Linked DNA regions of Mus musculus: all the other regions are linked to region 2. The links are chromatin contacts, called in public Hi-C and HiChIP or PLAC-seq maps. All regions are on one chromosome and are shown on one strand. Each heading gives the region's core, a stretch centred on a gene start, on an enhancer-like site or on the middle of the called end of the contact. The rest is flanking DNA. Distances are from core to core; before and after follow the strand shown. Region 1 has its middle 220 kb from the start of Gm30957. Region 2 holds the start of Itih2 (inter-alpha trypsin inhibitor, heavy chain 2). Region 3 holds the start of Il15ra (interleukin 15 receptor, alpha chain).

Region 1 (2,811 bases), core at 49-2,548, 1.4 Mb before region 2:
CGCCTTCACTCACAAATGGGGAGGTGGAAGGGGGAGTTCGTGATGGAGATGTGTAACTCCGAGAGAGCACTAGAGGATGAATAATTTAAAACTCCGCCCGGAGATTTGAGGCAAAATGCAGAGATAAGAGACACCAGAGGGTGTTCTCTGTTTATTCAGAGCTTCATCTTCCAATGACAGCTGACCTCCAAGGTCAAGGGCATGATGGGAAATAGAACTGACGGTGGGAAAGGTAGTTGCAATCCACAAGAAAGTAATGATTTACTTTGTGTCAAATGGCACATTGATCCTTTTTTCTTTCTTCTTTTTTTTTTTCTTTTTTCTTTTTATAAATTTAACTACTCCTTTCTGTGTGTGGTTCTTCCTCAATGGAAATCCTGTGATGGGGGCAAGTTTGCATTAGCCATAATCTATTTCCATGCTTGTGAATTTCCCATAAGCTATTTCTTAGCAACTTGATCTTGGCATATTTTTTTCATAATACTTTTCTTAAGGAAATGAAGGTCAGGATTCATTGTGACTGAGCATCGGGAGTGTGCATGACTTCAGACCTCAAGGTATCTGGTTGACAGACACAGAGGTCTTCAGTTTCTCTAAGCAAAGGCTTCGTGCTGCTGCTCCAGCTTCTGTCTTTAAGACTGTAAAAAGAGTGCTTAACAATTGCCCCTCGTTTCTTTTTTTTTTTTTTTTGAACCTTCTCTAATCCCTTTTACAGCAAAACACAAAATTATATACATTTATCCTAACCAAATCTTCGTGTTTTCTCTAGTTGACTGTCTCAGTGCATAACCCTTTGCCTAAGAGAATTCTAAGCCATTTGTCCCACATAGAAATGTGTTGTTAGCTTGAGCAACTTACAAATTCTGACAGTAAGACATACACCTAGGATAGCTTTGGTTCCCATGATCAAAACCGTCTGCCCAGTCGATCCTATTGGTTTCAATAGAATAAAAGCATGACCTCTGCAGAGAGAGAGGGGGCTAATGTCAGTGCTTCTCAAGGCTGGTTTACATTTCCCTCATCGTCTTAAACTGCTGTTTCTGCTTTCCTCCGTCTGAATGTTAACCCTGTTTTCATTCCTGAGCAATCATACCTTTTATCTTTCTTTAGATAAACATGAAAACATACCAAGGTCATTGCCAGGTGAGAGGTAAGATGTGCGTGACTGCCACCCAGCCTTGCCAACTCCGCTTCCCCCTCCCTCTCTTCCTTGACAAACACTTCTTGCCAGTTTCACTGGACTGAGGCACTTTAGAGGATGAGTCACAGCCCTGCCACTCTGAGTGCCCATACAGGTTGTCCGTCCAAGGGCCCGGCTCCTGGGCGCCAGCCTGCTTGCGTTTTAGTACACACTTGCACGCTGTGTCCCTTCTTCCTCCCCCACCCAACATTCTCGTGCTTGTATTGACAGTTTGTCAAAGCAAATGCATGGTACACTGCATTCATTCCCTGCTGAGGGCATAAGTGCACATTTTGTACAGATTTAAAACAAAACCACCCCAATTGGTCTTTTCTTTGCTCATGATTTTTTTTTTCTCTTCTGAGTAGTAAGAGGGAAGATGGAGAAATAAGAAACAAATAAGGGGGAAGATGGAGAATAGAGAGGGAGGAGCAAAGAGAAGAAAGAGAAGGAAGGAAGAAGGCAGGGAGGGAGGGAGGGAGGGAGGGAGGGAGGGAGGGAGGGAGGGAGGGAGGGAGGGAAGGAGAAAGGGAGGAAGGGAGGGAAGGAGAGAGAAAAAGACAGAGAGAGACAGAGACACAAAGACACACACACACACACACACAGACATACACACACACACACACACACACACACACACACACACACACACACACAGAGAGAGAATATGAAACACAAAGTTAGCAGATAAAAATACCCTAGCTAGTGACTGTTAAATTTTAACTTTTTGATAGTAATGAATCATGATTTTATTACAATGTTCTTTAAAAAATCAGAAATCAAGATAGTTTAATTCTGTTTCCAAAACAATACACTGTACTTCTGATTGACTGCTACTAAGAACAGTGACAAATGCCACAGGAGTCACCGTCTCCATATAGACTGCCCTTTGTCTGCATTACTTGGCTATGGAGTCCCTTATCAGATGGTTGGCAGCAATGAAAAGTGTACCTGTTTGATTAGATGGAGTTCACTAACTCAAGCTTTTAAAATGTAAAGCTCAATATCCAAATAGTTTGACTATTACACACAGCAGAGATGAGAGCATTGCTTATTTAGAAAGAAATTCTGATATTTAAATTATTTTCCATTCCAAGGATGCACTTCTTTTCCTTTTTCTCCAAAATTATTACTGCATATGCTTATATTTTGATGCTTCCTTTTCCTCCCCCAAGTTTTCAGGTAATTTTTGCTGATGTGAAAAAATTCAAATGCCAATCATCACTTGTGGAAATAAATCTATGAATGGGGCAGAACCCATGCGTGTTCTGTGATCTTAAAAGTCTCCAAACTTTGGATGCTTTTGCCTAGAAATATGCCAGCTGCCACACTGAAAGGATTACTTCATGATGTAATTTCACCTAAACCATATCTTTCCATTTTCACTATTTAGGCACAGAGAGTTTAAATTCTGAAGTATTAAGTTCAAAAATTTAAAAACTGTTTCTTACACTACAGTAAAAATCAATATTTCTTAAGACTGTGAGGACAATCATGTATGAAAAAAACAGATGTGTAGTCACATGTTTGTTACTTAACTACCACTGTAATTTACTCTAGGAACTCCTAATTAACATAATTCAGTCATGATAAAATGAAATCAAATGACGTTGATGTGGCAAAAGATACAC
Region 2 (2,787 bases), core at 86-2,585:
TACTGTAAAGAGGCATTCATTATACTATTTCTTTATATTCATTCCTCTGTTGTTAGATTATCTTATTTTTGATACAACAATTTCTTTAATATGTATATTTGCTAGTGAAGTCTCAAATTTGTTGGGTGTGAGAATTCAGGTTTGAGCTTGCCTGAACGTGATAGGGCAGCTATGTAATCAGATGATAAAAGGTTCCCAGGAGAGTACCTGGATGGATTTAGGGGGACTTAATCAACAAATGTATGAAAAAAGGGCTGCTTAGAAATTACCAGAAAAAGACTAACATGTTTGGGTGTTTTACCCTCAATGTGAGATTTCTGACACTTTCTTGTGGTTTCCAAAGTGTTGGAAAATATGATAGTTTCTAAGCAGAGTGATTTTCTCTCCTGAAAACATACTGGGTTTTTTTTTTTCTTCAGTATTTTTCTGTGCAGTCCATTCTGTGGTATTCTCTAAAATAATCCTGTAACACATGTTTCTCTGCCAGCCCAGAAGTAGCTCTAATATGATATTCAGAATGTCTCAGTTAAAAGTTTCTGCTATACTGGGGTGTCTGACGGTCTCAAGTGGAGAGCTGAAACCCATGGCTGTCATTCCTGAATTTTGCCAGCTCTGTTGCCGCCTTCTTTTTCAGAATACTTAATTTGTTCTTATTACAAAAATAATTGTTCGCTTACATATAAAAGACAATGATGCTTTGAGAATGGCTAAGTAAAAGAGTAACAATATTATTTCTAACTAACAGGACTAGCAATCACTGCGCAGTACTAGTCCATGTATGGTACCTGTATGTATGGTACCTGGTAGTTTACATACCCCTCTTAATTGGCACTGAAGTTTGGAATAGGTCTGTTATTACATATGATTTTATATAAGGAGTGGGCAACTATGCTCTATAAATGCTACATAAATATCTGACCACCGGATTTGATTTAACTTTCATACAAAAATCTGATAATGTCTTAGTAAGCAGCTGCATTTCATAATCATAATCAGGACGTGGCAGCAGGAGGAAGAACATTCTCTCAAGTTTCTGTCCTATTTCAGAGCAAGTTCATTGACTAGGAATGGCATTCAGCCATTTGCAGCCTGTTTGTCCAGGCCAATAGCAAGGAGTCCTGCAACAGTACTTACTTCTGAGTTTCCGTTTATGGGGATTTCGAAGGCTTGTGCTTCCAGAAGAAACAGCCAGATGAGAAGGCACACAGGCCGCTGCATTTTGCTGGACATCTGTGCCAAGCTCCCCCGAGCAGATGGTCTGGGGAGAACTCCCCACCTACGGAACCAGGTTAGCAGGAACTTGTCTGTTGATGAGAGCAGATCGTTTTAAAAAGAAGAAAAAAGAAGAAAGAGCACTAACTTTGCTCAAATTCAGGACAAATATTTGTTCTGGAACTCAAACCTGAGCTGTGGGGGTGGAAGGGAAAGCTGGGGTTATTCAAACAGCAAGGCCAGGAGCAGTTCCTGGGCTGTGAGCATGAGTCAGGGTCAAACAGCAAGGCCAGGATCGGTTGTGCATTCCTCTACCCTTGATTTTGTTGATTTTAATTGATCTCAAAATCAGAGAGACTTGAAGATAATTATCACCCTCTGTAAATGTTCAAGTAAGGCACTATATTAAGGAAGTAACCCAGAAAGAAGAGCTAAACTCACAGTGTCTGGAGATAAAAAAAAAAATTGTTTAAATAGCAGCAGGAGGGCTGGAGAGATGTCTCGGTGATTATGAGCACTGGCTGTTCTTGCAGAGGACCCAGGTTCAATTACCAGCACCCACATATTGGTGCACAGACACACACAGTCACACACACACACACACACACACACACACACACACATCAATACAACACACACACACACACAAAATAAATTAATCAAAAAACATTAAAAAGAGAACAAGAGGCATTTAGAAAAAATAAGAGAAGAAATGGAGTGATTCTCTGAAAAGAGAATTCATGGTTCCCTTCTTCCCCTCTCACTTTGATAACTGGGCAGTTGCTACATGCAAGGAACAGGGGAGGTTGATGCAGGGGACCAGGGCTCACTTCTCAGGGAAAATATTCATGAACTGAAGTGTCCCCCTCTAGCTGCTCCTCATCTCTGTTGGCATAGTGGTTCCGTCATTCTTGTGAGTCATACGGTGAGAATACAAACTATGAATTGTAAAATTGTTACTATGTTATTACAACACCATGTCCTAACTTCTGGGAAGGGATTTAAAGAGAAAACAGGATGAAAAATCCATATCTTCAAAAGATGGACAACAAGCCCGTTGGTAAATAAAGGGAGAGAGCTAAGCACCTAGCGGGGACAGTTAATAGACTTAACTCACATAGTGCACACCTCAGTGGAGGCTTTATTATGTACTGGGTACCAAATCCATAAGAGAACGCATGGGGATCATCCTGGGATCACTCACTACAGTAGCAGAGTAGGACAGAAATGCACTGGATGAGGGACAAACTAGGTCATGCGCAGTACAAGGATGGGATCCACTGACCTGGAGACGTGGAGAGAAGGTGGGGCTTTATTAGCTGGGTCTACAAGGATAGGGGTGATTGCTACAGGCTCATTGTAGCAATGCTCTTAGGAAGCAGGATGAGCATGACCCAAGGAAGAGGGGATATATCAATATGTCAGGAGATGGAGGGAAAGAAGAAGGAATAGGCAAATGAGAACACAAGTATCAGGCCAGAGGAGCCTGGATTCTGCACTCCAGGCAGAAAGACCTCAATAGAGATAGAACGGGAGAGGACAGATGGTACCCCCTTTTAATAAAGGACACTTTGG
Region 3 (2,871 bases), core at 173-2,672, 1.6 Mb after region 2:
AGTGATGAGCACCATGTGAGTGTTGGAACCCAGTACCTTTGGAAGAGCATACAGTTCTCTCTCTCTCTCTCTCTCTCTCTCTCTCTCTCTCTCTCTCTCTCTCTCTCCATCCAGTACTCTTAACCGCTGAGCTATCTCTCCAGGTTTTTCATTGACTATAAGAGACTGGAATATGTGGTTTCTGATCCTCTCTCTGAATTTTTATTGTGTGTATTTCATATTTATTGTGCCAATCTTAAGACTCTTTAGGGAAGAGGGTCAAGTATAGAGCTCACTGTTGTCCACCATGCCTAGGGGATGGGTGACTTCAATCACACGTCATTCCATTCTTTCCAAACAGAATCAGCATGCGTTCTCTCAGTAGCTTCATTATGGTGCCAGATTGTATTTAGGGACCTATAGACTGAAAGGCAGGCGTGTCTGTCTTCTTACGCCACATCTACATATTTAAGGGCGTTTCTGACTGAGCACTCATGTCCGTCTGTCCCCCCACCCCTTCCCCAGATCTGGTCCTCCACAGTATGGGACTTAAAATTCCAGTAAAGTTTTTTTTGTTTGTTTGTTTTTTGTTTTTAATTAATCCACACACTTAGAAGGGGATGTCTTTCTTAGACTCTGAAGAGTTGTGTATTGACTAAAGAAATTATATGTGAGGTACAAAGATGAATAATGTACCTTCCTTCTTTCTTCCTCCTCCTCTTCCTTTCCTCTTCTTCTCTCCCCTCCCCCTCTCCTCCCTCCTCTTTCTCCTCTTCTCCTTTTCCTTCTCTATATCTTTTTCTCTCCCCCTCTTCCTCTTCCCTGTCTTTCCTCCTTTTTCTATTCTTTCCCCTCCCTCTCCTCTTCACCCCTTCTTCCATTTCAAACACTTGGCACTTTCTTGAGTTGGAAAGGTACAGCCGGAAGAAGGCAAAGTGTCCAAGGCCTGGCCACTGCCAGCACCACTGCAGGCAGGCAGCCAGGAGCAGCTGTGTGGAAGCCAGGAGCAGCTTGGAGCCCGAGTGCACCAGGAAAGTGACCCGGGTGTAGAATCGTCCGCCCAGAACTTCCCGTTGGCTGCACTGGGGCGACACCTATGCAGTCGCCCAAGGACACAGAGCACGGACAGTCAAGCTCAGGGCTACTTAGAGGGAAACTCTGAAAGTTGAAATCTGAAGGTCAGCAGCCAGGACAGATGACAAGTGAACAAGGCTGAAGTCAGGTGTGGGCGCAGAGTGGATTCAAAGGAGTTTGCCTCTGCAGGGAAGACAGCATTAAGGAATGAAAAGGGAGATCGCCGGCTTCTACGGGTGAGGGCCCCCGCGCGCGCTTCGGGGGACAGGAGCAGCCCAACTGGGGAGGGGGCGTCACTGCAGGCTGCCGGGGCTTCTTCCAAAGCAGGGGTGGGGATGCTGAGTCACAGATCTGTCACCACTTCGCACCTCTCTGCAATCCGGGGGCTAAAGCAAAAGCGAAAGCGAATACTCCTTAGCAGCGGTCTGGTCCTGGAGCTGAGCTCGCCACCTCCCAGGGACCCCAGCCTTGCGTCCCGTTGGGTCACTGCTGGGGACAATTGGCCATGGCCTCGCCGCAGCTCCGGGGCTATGGAGTCCAGGCCATTCCTGTGTTGCTGCTGCTGCTGTTGCTACTGTTGCTCCCGCTGAGGGTGACGCCGGGTAGGGAGCATCATGCGCCGGAACAGGGGAGCAGAGGGGGACCCCAACGCCCAGCTGAACTTGATTCGTGTGTGTGTGTGTGTGTGGGGGTCACATCTTCTGGGAACTGAGCCAGGAGTCCAGCTGAGAGGATCGCAGTGGGTCTGGGGGTGATGGAGGGAGCTGGGTGGGGGTGGGGGGACACGTGGAGGGAGCCTGGGAGAGCGCAGATAAGAGAGTGGCCCCTTGCCCTGCTCTAGACTGGCTCCCGGACCATACGTGCAAGGGAGTTGAGCGATCCCACCGGCGTTTCGGCGACTTAGGGAGAGCAGGTCTGACAAGTTCGATAAGACTTAAAGAACTTAGAGAAATGTGTGAGTGTGCCTCTGCCAGCCCACCTGGCGCAGCTGTGGGGTGTCGCGCCTGTGGGGTTCCAGGAGGGGCTTGAGGAAAAACCACCCTTCATGACTTTCAGGTCAAAGTAAATTAGATGGAAGGCACTGGGCAAAGTACTGCGCTCCGCGGGAGGAAAAACAAAACAAAACAAACAAACAAACAAACAAAAACCACGTGTGGAGCAGGCAGGTTGCGCATCTGAACGCTACAAAACAGGTCCAGGTTCTCAAGCGCACTGGCAACTTGGGGCCCGGACGATTGGAGAGGAGGAGAGACTGTTTTCCCATGGAAGAAGGGGTGTCACATGTTCCAGAATGTGTCGTCTAGATCTAATCTCGGGAAGAATGAATTGAGACTCCTAGTTTTGTTCCAATAGGTCTAGAAGGAAAGAGCGAGAACAGTTGGGTCTAGCAACGTCCGGACCCAGGATGTCGCATCTTTTTATAAACATGAAATTCTTCAGAGTCTGTTAAAAAAATCTACGTACTCCCTGCACAGAAATGTGTGTGAAAGCACATGCTTGCAAATGTGCACAGGATTTGGGGACCGAGGACAATGACGTCATCCATGGACTTTCCTGCAAGTTAGCAATTCCTTAGCCCTGAGTGTGTTTTAAAGCAAGATTTCCCAGTGATGGGCGTCTGACTCAGTCTCCTTGGAACTTGGTCATAGTTATCCCACACAGACTTGAGCCTGGGGTTGGCTCTGTAGGGGTGTTACGGGGCTTCATTTATTCTTGGGTCCCCACCCTCCATCTGTAAAGCTGGAGTGTGTTGGTAAATTCCTCTTAACTGGATAGCAAAGAATGGTCCTGAGATTTCAGAAATAGCCTGCAGATATT

The links. Hi-C and Micro-C count contacts between places; a contact is called where the count stands out from the background. HiChIP or PLAC-seq counts read pairs in DNA pulled down with a chosen protein or histone mark.
Region 1: a FOXA1 HiChIP or PLAC-seq map of pancreatic cancer cells shows a contact between it and region 2. The contact joins the enhancer-like site here to the promoter of Itih2 in region 2. A contact is called at or near these places in 5 of 39 promoter capture datasets (the C10 cell line, the HPC-7 cell line, embryonic stem cells and 2 more) and 1 of 115 datasets of contacts at active chromatin or transcription factors (pancreatic cancer cells).
Region 3: a Hi-C map of liver shows a contact between it and region 2, with 4 times the contacts expected there. The contact joins the promoter of Il15ra here to the promoter of Itih2 in region 2. A contact is called at or near these places in 1 of 39 promoter capture datasets (liver) and 2 of 484 Hi-C or Micro-C datasets (both in liver).

The regions. Positions count from the first base shown.
Region 1 is chr2:8,728,218-8,731,028 of GRCm38.p6, forward strand. No RefSeq gene overlaps it. Among named protein-coding and RNA genes, the nearest start is that of Gm30957, 220 kb to the right of the region's middle. Within about 2 kb of position 1,299, at least 20 of the 459 cell types and tissues checked have an H3K27ac peak or open chromatin away from gene starts, as enhancers often do. A contact at or near this core is called in pancreatic cancer cells, where this site is marked.
Region 2 is chr2:10,129,348-10,132,134 of GRCm38.p6, forward strand. It overlaps Itih2 (inter-alpha trypsin inhibitor, heavy chain 2), which reads right to left and starts at 1,336. Exons shown (of 21, transcript NM_010582.3): 1 at 1,135-1,336. The coding sequence starts at 1,230.
Region 3 is chr2:11,704,290-11,707,160 of GRCm38.p6, forward strand. Il15ra (interleukin 15 receptor, alpha chain) reads left to right here and starts at 1,423. Exons shown (of 7, transcript NM_008358.2): 1 at 1,423-1,655. The coding sequence starts at 1,559.